Regions from separate parts of the Danio rerio genome. Here region 1 is linked to region 2. A link is a contact called in public HiChIP or PLAC-seq data. All regions are on one chromosome and are shown on one strand. The core of a region is the stretch at or near the end of the contact, and the rest is flanking DNA. Distances in the headings are between cores, read along the strand shown.

What was found. HiChIP or PLAC-seq counts read pairs in DNA pulled down with a chosen protein or histone mark.
Region 1: an H3K4me3 HiChIP or PLAC-seq map of embryo shows a contact between it and region 2, with 7 times the contacts expected there. The contact joins the promoter of stk11 here to the promoter of LOC100334269 in region 2. A contact is called at or near these places in 1 of 18 Hi-C or Micro-C datasets (embryo) and 1 of 4 datasets of contacts at active chromatin or transcription factors (embryo).

What each region holds. Positions count from the first base shown.
Region 1 is chr2:63,066,460-63,072,203 of GRCz12tu, forward strand. stk11 (serine/threonine kinase 11) reads left to right here and starts at 3,411. Exons shown (of 11, transcript NM_001017839.1): 1 at 3,411-3,548.
Region 2 is chr2:62,722,512-62,727,298 of GRCz12tu, forward strand. LOC100334269 (receptor-type tyrosine-protein phosphatase mu) reads left to right here and starts at 3,007. Exons shown (of 32, transcript XM_073932254.1): 1 at 3,007-3,195. The coding sequence starts at 3,120.

The DNA.
Region 1 (5,744 bases), core at 2,161-4,660, 340 kb after region 2:
AATGAGCCTAATGTTGGAGCTGATTCCAGCAGCAGGGGGCGCTGTTAGTAGCTGAAGGCCGATTCACCCTGTGATGTAATGTAATGTGTATTTATATAGCGCATGTATCGTGTATGGCCATACACCCAGAGTGCTCCACAATCATGTGGGGGGGGGGGGGGGGTTCTCTACACCACCACCAGTGTGCAGCATCCACTGGGACGATGCTCCGGCAGCCACAGGACAACCACACACCAGCTATAGAGGGAGTGGAGAGACTGTGATGGAGCCAGTTCAGTGGATGGGGATGATTGGGAGGCCATGATCGGAAGGGCTGATGGAGGGAGGACACCAGGGTTACACCCCTACTCTTTACCACATGTGCCATGGGATTCTTAATGAGCACAGAGAGTCAGGAGCTCGGTTTAAGGTCTCATCTGAACGACGCCGCTCACTGACAGTATAGTGTCCCCTTCACTATACTGGGGCATTAGGACTCACACAGACCGCAGGTTGAGCGCCCCCTGCTGGCCTCACTAACATCACTGCCAACAGCAGCCTAGTGTTCCCATGTGGTCTCCCATGCAGACACTGATCAGGTCCAGCCCTGCTTAGCTTCAGTGAGGGAGCGCTCTTGGGCTGCAGGGTGATATGGCTGTGGCATAACCTTGTATATATATATATAGATAATTTTTTAAATCTAGATTAATCTCACTGTAATCTCAGAATTAATCTAGTTTAAAATGGCTCATTTGAATTTTGCTGAAGGCATTCAGGATATGTGTGCTACCCAAATAATAAGTCATTATTAATAAGTCATAAGCGGGTATCTCAAGCCAGAGGGTGTATTAGACCAGGGGCCGGATTTTCATTCAGGATGTTTTAAAGGAATTCGATACCGCATGGCGAATGGAAAGAAAAACCTCTGTGATATACAGTGATATATATGCAAAGTCTATGTATGTTATAAAGTGTATGTGTGTGTGTGTGAGGAGGACAGCAGTGCGAGAGTGAGTCTGTAATCAGAGCCCGAGTCTGACATTCCACAGGGTTAACACTGCTTAAATATAACACACACACACACACCAGCAGCGGCCCAGAGAGGGAAAGAGCAAGCGTGTGTGAGAGAGAGAGAAAGAACGAGTGTGTAGATGGAGTTTATGTGTGTGTATATAAGTGTATGCATATTTGTGTGTGCTTTTGTAAGTTGTGTACATGTGTGTGTATGTGTTGTGTATATATATTGTTTGTGTGTGTGTGCGTGCGTGCGTGCGTGCGTGCGTGCGTGCGTGTGTGTGTGTGTGTGCGTGCGTGCGTGCGTGTATGTAGTGTTTATATCTATATTTACTAAATGTTGGCAGTAATCTCACATTAACAATGAGCAAAATATTAGTTACAGTTTATTAATCTTTCATAAATAAATATACAGCTGTTCACTGCAGTTCAGCTCCATTAAAATAATAATGATAATAATACTAATAATCCATTTTACAGAGGAAGTCAGAAGAGAAGAGAAATACAGGCCTGAATGAGGAATAAAATTAAGAAATATACAGTTGAAATTTACAAACTGTAAAAAAAGAAACACAACTATTGTTTTAAGTCCAAATTATTTACATTTGCTAAACGCCAGAATGAGAGAATTTTTACATAATTTCTAGACACACATTTACACACATTTCCTTGGTATTTCTTTAGCTTTGCGTTTAAACTGTATAACTAAAATCAGATGTTTTGGCTCTCCTTCCTTAAGCTTCTCACAATAGTTTGCAGGAGTTTTGGCCCATTCCTCCTGCAGAATTGCTGTAACTGAGTCAGATTTGTAGGCTGTCTTGCTCGCACAAGCTTTTTCAGCTCCGCCCACACATTCTCTATAGGATTGAGATCAGGGCTTTGTGATGGCCACTGCAAAACATTCACTCTGTTGTCCTTAAAGCACATGTTAACTCATTTGGCAGTGTGCTTAGGGTCATGGTCTGTCTGGAAGAGCCATTTGTGGCTGAGTTGTAATGTCCTGGCTGATGTGTTGAGATGTTGCTTCAGTATTTCTCCATGATGTTCTGTCTTCATGATGCCATCTATGCTGTGAAGTGGACCAGTCCCTCCTGCAGCAGAACAGCCCCACAACATGATGCTGCCGCCCCCATACTGCACAGTTGGGATGGTGTTCTAGGCTTGTGTGTTTCCCCTTTGTCCTCCAGATGTAACACTGCTCATTATGGCCAAACAGTTCAATCTTAGCTCCATCAGAGCACAGGACATGTCTCCACACATTAGTCTGTTCCCAGTGTCATTCAGCTAATGGAAATCTGGCTTTGTTGTTGATTGTGGCTTGTTGATTTTCTCATGTTGTCACAGAAGGAAGCAGTGTGTTTGAGCTTTTCCTTCAACACTATTCTACAGTTGTGCCTCACATTAACTCAAATGTTGTCAATTAGCCAATCAGAAACTTCCAAAACCCTGACATCATCATCTGAGCTTTTCCAGAGGCAGAATAATCTGATTGTGTGTAAACTTGACTTTCAACAAGAGTTAGAACAATTCCTCAACATATATCTCTAATTATTCTGCTATCAAGCAGAACAGAAACACATGTGATCATCCTCACTTACCTAAAAGAGAAAAAGTTTAGTCACATTAACATCTGACTTTTTTTAAATGGTCATTTGCCCTTTTATACAGTGTATGTAAACTTCTGCTTTCAGCTATATATTTAAAACTATAACATTTCTACAAATAAATCAATAAATAAACATCAACTCAACTCATTTTGCCATTTAAAATACTGCATTAACAAATACTCGTTAGTGTGCTAACAAGAATATTGCAATTTATACAGCCTGTACAGATTATTTAATACAGCACAAATACAGATTATTTATTAAAATATTTAAAAAGTGTAAGAATTACAAAATTCACTCTTACTGTATTTGCCACTTTTATATAATAATAATATAATAATAATAATAATAACATGTAATATATTTAATATTTATTCCTCGTATGCAAGTATTTAGCCTGACAATAACCAGATAATAGACAATAAATCCATAATAAAGGTGTAAATTACCAAGAATTATATAAGAATGCCATTTAGATTCGCCGTAAATCCCCTCTGATGTGCTCCAGCACACCACACATAATAATAATCTTTGATAAACATATTTGGATATTTTTGATTATGGTCATATTCCCAGTACTGGGTTGCAGCTGGAAGGGCATCCGCTACGTTAAACATATTCTGGATGAGTTGGTGGTTCATTCCACAGTGGCGACGCCAGACTTATAAAGGGACTAAGCCGAAAAGAAAATAAATAAATGAATGGATATGATCATCTTCAAGTTGGAACTTTCCTGCGCGCGTTTCCGTCTGGAGGCCTCGAGCGCGTTCACGGATGTGCGCATGCGTACTGCAGCGAGGGGAGGGAGGTAAACAAGATGGCGGCAGCCTTGAAGCAGCAGCAGCTGTGAAGAACAGAAGCGAGAAAACAGAGGAATAAAGAGCGAAAAAGAAGGAGAAGAACGACTGTGTGTCCGTCAGTGAGCCGAGCGGAGGAGGCCAGCGTCAGGTCAGTGTGTGTGCGCGTGTCTCTGTCTGTGTCCGTGTGTGTGTGTATGTGTGCATTAGCCGCCGCTAACCGCCGCCGACAAACACTTTCCTTCCATCGACACAAACACTCATACACACAAACACACACGCATATCTACATGTATACATACGCACACACATCGCGGCTGATCGATGATCCGCAGTTGATGGTCAGGTGATCAGATCAATAATCAATCAATTAATCAATCAGCTCATCTGATCTCCGGTTCTCCTCAGTTCTCGACCGTTTGATAGAGATCTGTGTTTGTGTATTCTGTGTGTGTCGTTGTGTTGTGTTTTCTCTCAGTGTGTGTTCTATTTTCTTGTGTGTAGTTTGTGTTAGTGTGTGTGTGTGAGATTGTAAAATCCTCTTTTGCAGTCTTTTATTGATATCCAGACTCATTAGACTGATCTTCATTCCTGTGTCGCTTCTATATCTCAGTCTAGATCGTATTAAAACATTGAAGAGAACTAAAATAAAGAATAAAGGAGCTGTAATATTTAAAATGGAACTAAAGTTTGTTTAATATTAGCACGTTTGTTCAGTGACTAGTTGTGACACGCTCCCTATATTGTTTACCATGATGCTTTGAATATTGGGTCTGAAATCAGACATAATTATGACCTCAAATCAACATTAGCACTATTTAACTGACTGTCAGCAATCTTGTTTTTCATCAGCTGAAAATGTGATTGTCCTTTTTTAGGATTTGCAAAGAAAACTTTTCTGAGATTATATTATTAAGGAGAAAGTCCAGAAGTGTGAAACTAACTTTCCCCCAGTATATTTAAATGCTGGAACTTATGAAGAGCTCATGCAAAATACAAATGTAATTTTGATCATTATTTTCAATCTCAATCAACAATTTTATATCTCAATGAAAAGCTTATGCAAATATGTTATACAAGCAATGTGTGACTGCTGGAGTCTCGGCTGGGTCAGTTGGTGTTTCTGTGTGGAGTTTGCATGTTCTCCATGTGTTGGAGTGGGTTTGCTCTGGTTTCCCCCACAGTCCAAACACATGCGCTATAGGGGAACTGATCAACTAAATTGGCCGTAGTGTATGAGTTTTTGTGTGTGTGAATGAGTGGGTCTGGGTGTTTCCCAGTACTGGGGTTTTTTACTGGTAATTTAAATTTAATTTGTTTGCACAAGAACAAAATAAGTAAATACAACAAATAAAAGTGCAATCCACACTGTGACAAGCCAAAAACATATTCAAAATGCTGTACAGTTGAAGCTAGAATTATTCGGCCAACCTTGGATTTGGAAATGGAAATATTTCACAAATTATGTTGAACAGATTGAGGAAATGTTCACAGTATGTCTGATAATATTTGTTCTTCTGGAGAAAGTGTGATTTGTTTTATTTCGGCTAGAATAAAAGCAGTTTTTAATTTTTTTAAAAACATTTTAAGGTCAATATTATTAGCCCCTTTAAGCTATTTATTTTGTTTCGAACAAACCGTCATTATACAATGACTTGCCTAATTACCCTAACTTTACCCTAATTACCCTAGTGAAGCCTTTACATGTCACTTTAAGCTGTATAGAAGTGTCTTGAAGAATATCTAGTCTAATATTATTTACTGTCATCATGACAAAGAGAAAATAAATCAGTTATTAGAGATGAGTTATTAACACTATTATGATTAGAAATGTGCTGAAAAAAATCTGCTCTCTGTTAAACAGAAATTAGGTAAAAAATAAAAAGGGGGCGAATAATTCTGAATTCAACTGTATGTGTTTGACTCTTCTAAAGCATAGAAATACCATAGTATGTTTGCAGATATTTAAGAAACATGCTAAATGAGCATGTTTTTCAGAGAAATAATTCAGCAGTCAGTTCTTCTGCTTTGAGAATGTGCTTTCAGTGTCAGAATATCTGTCTTTGCTTTCTCTGTAACTCTGCCCCACAGCCAGTTTTACAAGTTATATTTCAGCACTCCGGGTTGCCAGATGGTGGAAAAGTGTGCATTTCATTCATGAAGGCTGTCAATGTATCTGTGGGGGTCAGTCTTGCTTGCTGTTCCTTTTAAAGCTGCCTATTCTAAAGAAAGCAAAACAACTACAAAGCAAGAAAAAAAAAAAAAAAAAAAAAATATATATATATATATATATATATATATATATATATATATATATATATATATATATATATATATATATATATAT
Region 2 (4,787 bases), core at 1,757-4,256:
GTGTGTGTGTGTGTGTGTGTGTGTGTATCGGCATGTGCATTTAAGTATGTGTGTGTGTGTGTGTGTTTGAATGTTTGTTTTTGCCTTTGTGTTTACACTGGTGTGTGTGTGTGTGTGTGTGTGCATGTTTATACTCATGCTTGTGTTCTCTAATGTAATGTAATGTGTGTGTGTGTGTGTGTGTGTGTGTGTGTGTGTGTGTGTGTGTGTGTGTGTGTGTGCATTTCTGTTTATGTATGTGTTCTCTAGTGTGTGTTTGTGTGTGTGTGTGTGTATCGGCATGTGCATTTAAGTATGTGTGTGTGTGTTTGAATGTTTGTTTTTGCCTTTGTGTTTACACTGGCATGTGTGTGTGTGTGCTTACTTGCTTGTGTGTGTGTGTGTGTGTGTGTGTACTTCTGTATGCGCGTTTATGCATGTGTACATGTGTATAGTCATGCCCAATTGTGTCTTTATGAGTGTTTTTTGTGTGCATTTGTTTGCATGAATGTGTGTCTGTTCATTTGCGCTTGTGTGTTCTGTTTATGCGTGTGCGTGTGTTTGTTTGTGCTTGTTTGTGTATGTGTATGCTTGCATGTGTGTTTGTGTGTTTACTTGTGTGAGGTCATATATATATATATATATATATATATATATATATATATATATATATATATATATATATATATATATATATATATATATATATGTACACACACACACATATATATATATATATATATATATATATATATATATATATATATATATATATATATATATATATATATATATATATATACATGTGTGTGTGTTTGTGTACACATGCATGTTCATTTGTGTGTGCGTATAATTGCATTTGTGTGTGTGTACACTTGGTTGTGATCATGTGATGTTGTGTGTGCTTATGTTTGTGTCAGTGTGTGTAGGCATGTGCATTTGTGTGTGTGCGCGCGCATTAATGTTCATGTATGTGTTCTCTAATGTAGTTTGTGTGTGTGTGCGTGTGTTTGTAACTCTGTATGCACACACGGCATAAGATCATATGTTTCCAGCAAATAATGAGTCATGTGACGTGTCCAGCAGTCAGAGAAGAATACATTAAAGCAAACGACATTAAAGCAGATTATCTTTTAATTGAATTGCAGGAATGAAGAGCTGCTGAACGCCAGAGCATTCTGCCACTGCTCTCTACTAGACCACTCTCACTCTCAGACTGAGACTTTCTGAAAGAAGATTCATCAGTGAAACCAACTAAAGACAGACAGACAGACAGACAGACAGACAGACAGACAGACAGACAGACAGACAGACAGACAGACAGACAGACAGACAGACAGACAGATAGATAGATAGATAGATAGATAGATAGATAGATAGATAGATAGATAGATAGATAGATAGATAGATAGATAGATAATTGATAGATTGATAGACGAATAGATGGATAGACTGACAGACTAACATATGGATAGATGGATAGACAGAGAGATGGATGGATAGACGGACCGAAATACAGACAAATAGATAGACCGATAGACAGACAGACAGACAGACAGACAGATAGTCTCGGCTGGGTCAGTTGGTATTTCTGTGTGGAGTTTGCATGTTCTCCCCGTGTTGGCGTGGGTTTCCTCCGGGTGCTCTGGTTTCCCCCACAGTCCAAACACATGCGCTATAGGGGAACTGATCAACTACACTGGCCGTAGTGTATGTGTGTGTGAATGCAAAAGTGTATGGGTGTTTCCCAGTGTTGGGTTGCAGCTGGAAGGGCATCTGCTGTGTAAAACATATGCTGAAAAAATTGGCAGTTCAGTCCACTGTGGCGATCCCTGATAAATACAGGGACTAAGAAGATCAAAGTAAATTGGACAGACAGACGGACAAGACGGACAATTTTCTTCTGTGTTCAGCTGCTTTGACACAATCTACATTGTAAAAGCGCTACACAATTAAAGCTGAATTGAAAACAAAAACACATAAGAAAATGGACGAGTGAGTGTTTATTGATTGATTGGTAAGGACAGGCAATACATCAGAAATACTGGCTTGTTTTGAACCACGATCTAAAAAATGCTGGGTTGTTTTAACCCAATGTTGGGTCAAATATGGACTACAAAGTGTAAATTAACTTTAATTGAATGGAAAAGAGGCGAGGCAGTGGCGCAGTAGGTAGTGCTGTCGCCTCACAGCAAGAAGGTTGCTGGGTCACAAGTTCGACCTCGGCTCAGTTGGCGTTTCTGTGTGGAGTTTGCATGTTCTCCCTGCCTTCGCGTGGATTTCCTCCGGGTGCTCCGGTTTCCCCCACAGTCCAAAGACATGCAGTACAGGTGAATTGGGTAGGCTAAATTGTCCATAGTGTATGAGTGTGTGTGTGGATGTTTCCCAGAGATGGGTTGCGGCTGGAAGGGCATACACTGCGTAAAAAAACTTGCTGGATAAGTTGGTGGTTCATTCTGCTGTGGTGACCCCGGATTAATAAAGGAACAAGAAAATGAAATTAATTGAATGGACAAGACCCATTTGATCCATATTTGACTGATCGTTGCAAATTTGGCTAAAATTTAGTTTGAAAGATTCATGAAAAACGTTTATACTGACCCAAATTTGGGTTGATTTATTGATTGATTGACTGATTTAAAAAAATACATAGAATATTCTTGCTTGTTCCACACTCTAAAGCCATTGGGTTTAAACGTGTCATTTAAATTAAATAGAAAGAAAATAACCCAATGCTTTTCTCTTCATATTTTTACTAAAATTGGGTCAATAGAAACCAGCATTTCTCAGACAGACAGACAGACAGACAGACAGACAGACAGACAGACAGACAGACAGACGGACGGACAGACAGACAGACAGTTCTCTCAGCGCGACACAGTGAAACAGTCAAAGCTCCCGCACACCCTCTACCGGAGAGCAGATCCGCCCGGTAATCCACAACTCACTCTGACGCCCGCCACACACACACACAGGCGCGCGCGCACGCACGCACACACACAGTCACACGCGCGCGTCTCCGGGAGCGCGGAGCAACACTTCCACAGGAGCCCGAGCAGAGCTGCTCCAGAAGCCGCCGCTGCTCAGAGTTCGGCCGGCGGGCACAGACCCACACCGGCTCCCGCACCGACACCGCCAGCATGGACAAACTTTTACCGCGCATCTCCGCCGCCTTGGCCGTCCTGCTGCTGTCCGCCAGCGCGCAGGTGTTCAAAGGTAAGATCAAGCGGATTAACCGGAGTTGCACCGGATCGCGTGATTGTTTGGAGTCTGGTAAAGTTTGATGGAATCACGGTAATCACGGGCTCCGGGCACGCGCGCGGGTTTAGAAACATCACCGCGAACCCGATGCTGGAAACACCGGAGCGGACATAGCGAAAGCACCTGTTTGTGAACTGAACAGCTCTGTGCTAAACAATGATGGGTTGTTTGGGTCGGATACGAACCCAGCGTTGGGTCAAATATGGACAGACCCAGCGCTGGAGTGTTTTATTTTCAATTTAAATTGCACTTTGGTTTGGTCTGTTTGTGGTTGAGCCAGCGTTGGGGTAACTTTACGAAAGCCCAGCATTTTAAGAGCGCAATGCTTGCTTTAAAAGAGAACTTTAACCAGTGTTGAGAGTGTGTGTGAGTCTGGGAATGTGGCCGTGTGTGTGTGTGTGATAATGATTTGCTTCACTCTTTATGGATTTGTCTAATGAAACACGCTGGATTGATTTATTAATGGAGGTAATGCGGCTCTCTCCAACTGACCGAAGGCATTATTTTCTTTATTTAAACTTTTCTCTTTCTGGAGATTCAGAAGATTGTTGTGCATTGTTTATTTTGCTTTCTTAGGATGGATGATCTCTCCATCACACTTGAGTAAGTACATGCATATGCACAAATAAAAACCGCTGGGGTGTTCATGAACCCTGCGTTGGCTCAAATATGGACAAACCCTGCAGTTGTGCTAAAAAATGCAGATGGATTTTAATTAAACAATTAACTCAATGGTCGAGTTTGTCCAGTTTATTTGAGAATGTAATATTTGCATTGCGTTCCACTCAAAGCGCTTTATAGTTGTGTTCGGGTCTGCTTGTGATGTAGAGATTCAGTGCACGCAATTTGGATGCAACTCATCAGTTGAAATGCAACTCAGATTCGCAGTCAGTGATTGTTTTGTAGCCCAAAGGGACGCGAAACGCACTTTAAAAGGGTTGTTTTAGCTGTGTGAGGGATAGATTTTCCTCTGTGCGCTCTAATAGGGGACATTAGTGACGTTTCAATCGATACGCGGATGCATAATGTACAGGCTGCGGTGTCACTGGGAGTTTTTAGCATTGCTTTATATGTGGAATTATTAGTTCAGTTGCATTACTTCTAGAGGATGATGTGCATTTAATCACATGTCCATTGCTCATGAGTGTGCTGTGTTTGGACATTGCAGTTCGGTTATACAACATTACAGTTAGTCATTGCATTTGTGCAAAACATTTTTCAAGTTTCCGTATGCTGTTTTTATACAGTGTGTGAAAGTGTGTGTTTGTGTGTGTGTGTGTGTGTGTGTGTGTGTGTGTGTGTGTGTGTTGCAGTTCCTCTGTTGTCCGGCAGGGGGCAGCATGGCTCACTCGCTGACTGTGTTTACGCAGGTTATGTACATCGAGGCTCTCTGATTTACATCACAGCTGCGCTGCTCTTTATTAAACACACACTTCTGTAACTCTGATCGGACACGTATATGAGCAGATCAATAGGATCGATCAGCTAGTTTCTTAAAGAGACAGTTCACCCAGAGATGAAAGTGTAGTCATCGTTTACTCGAGTGG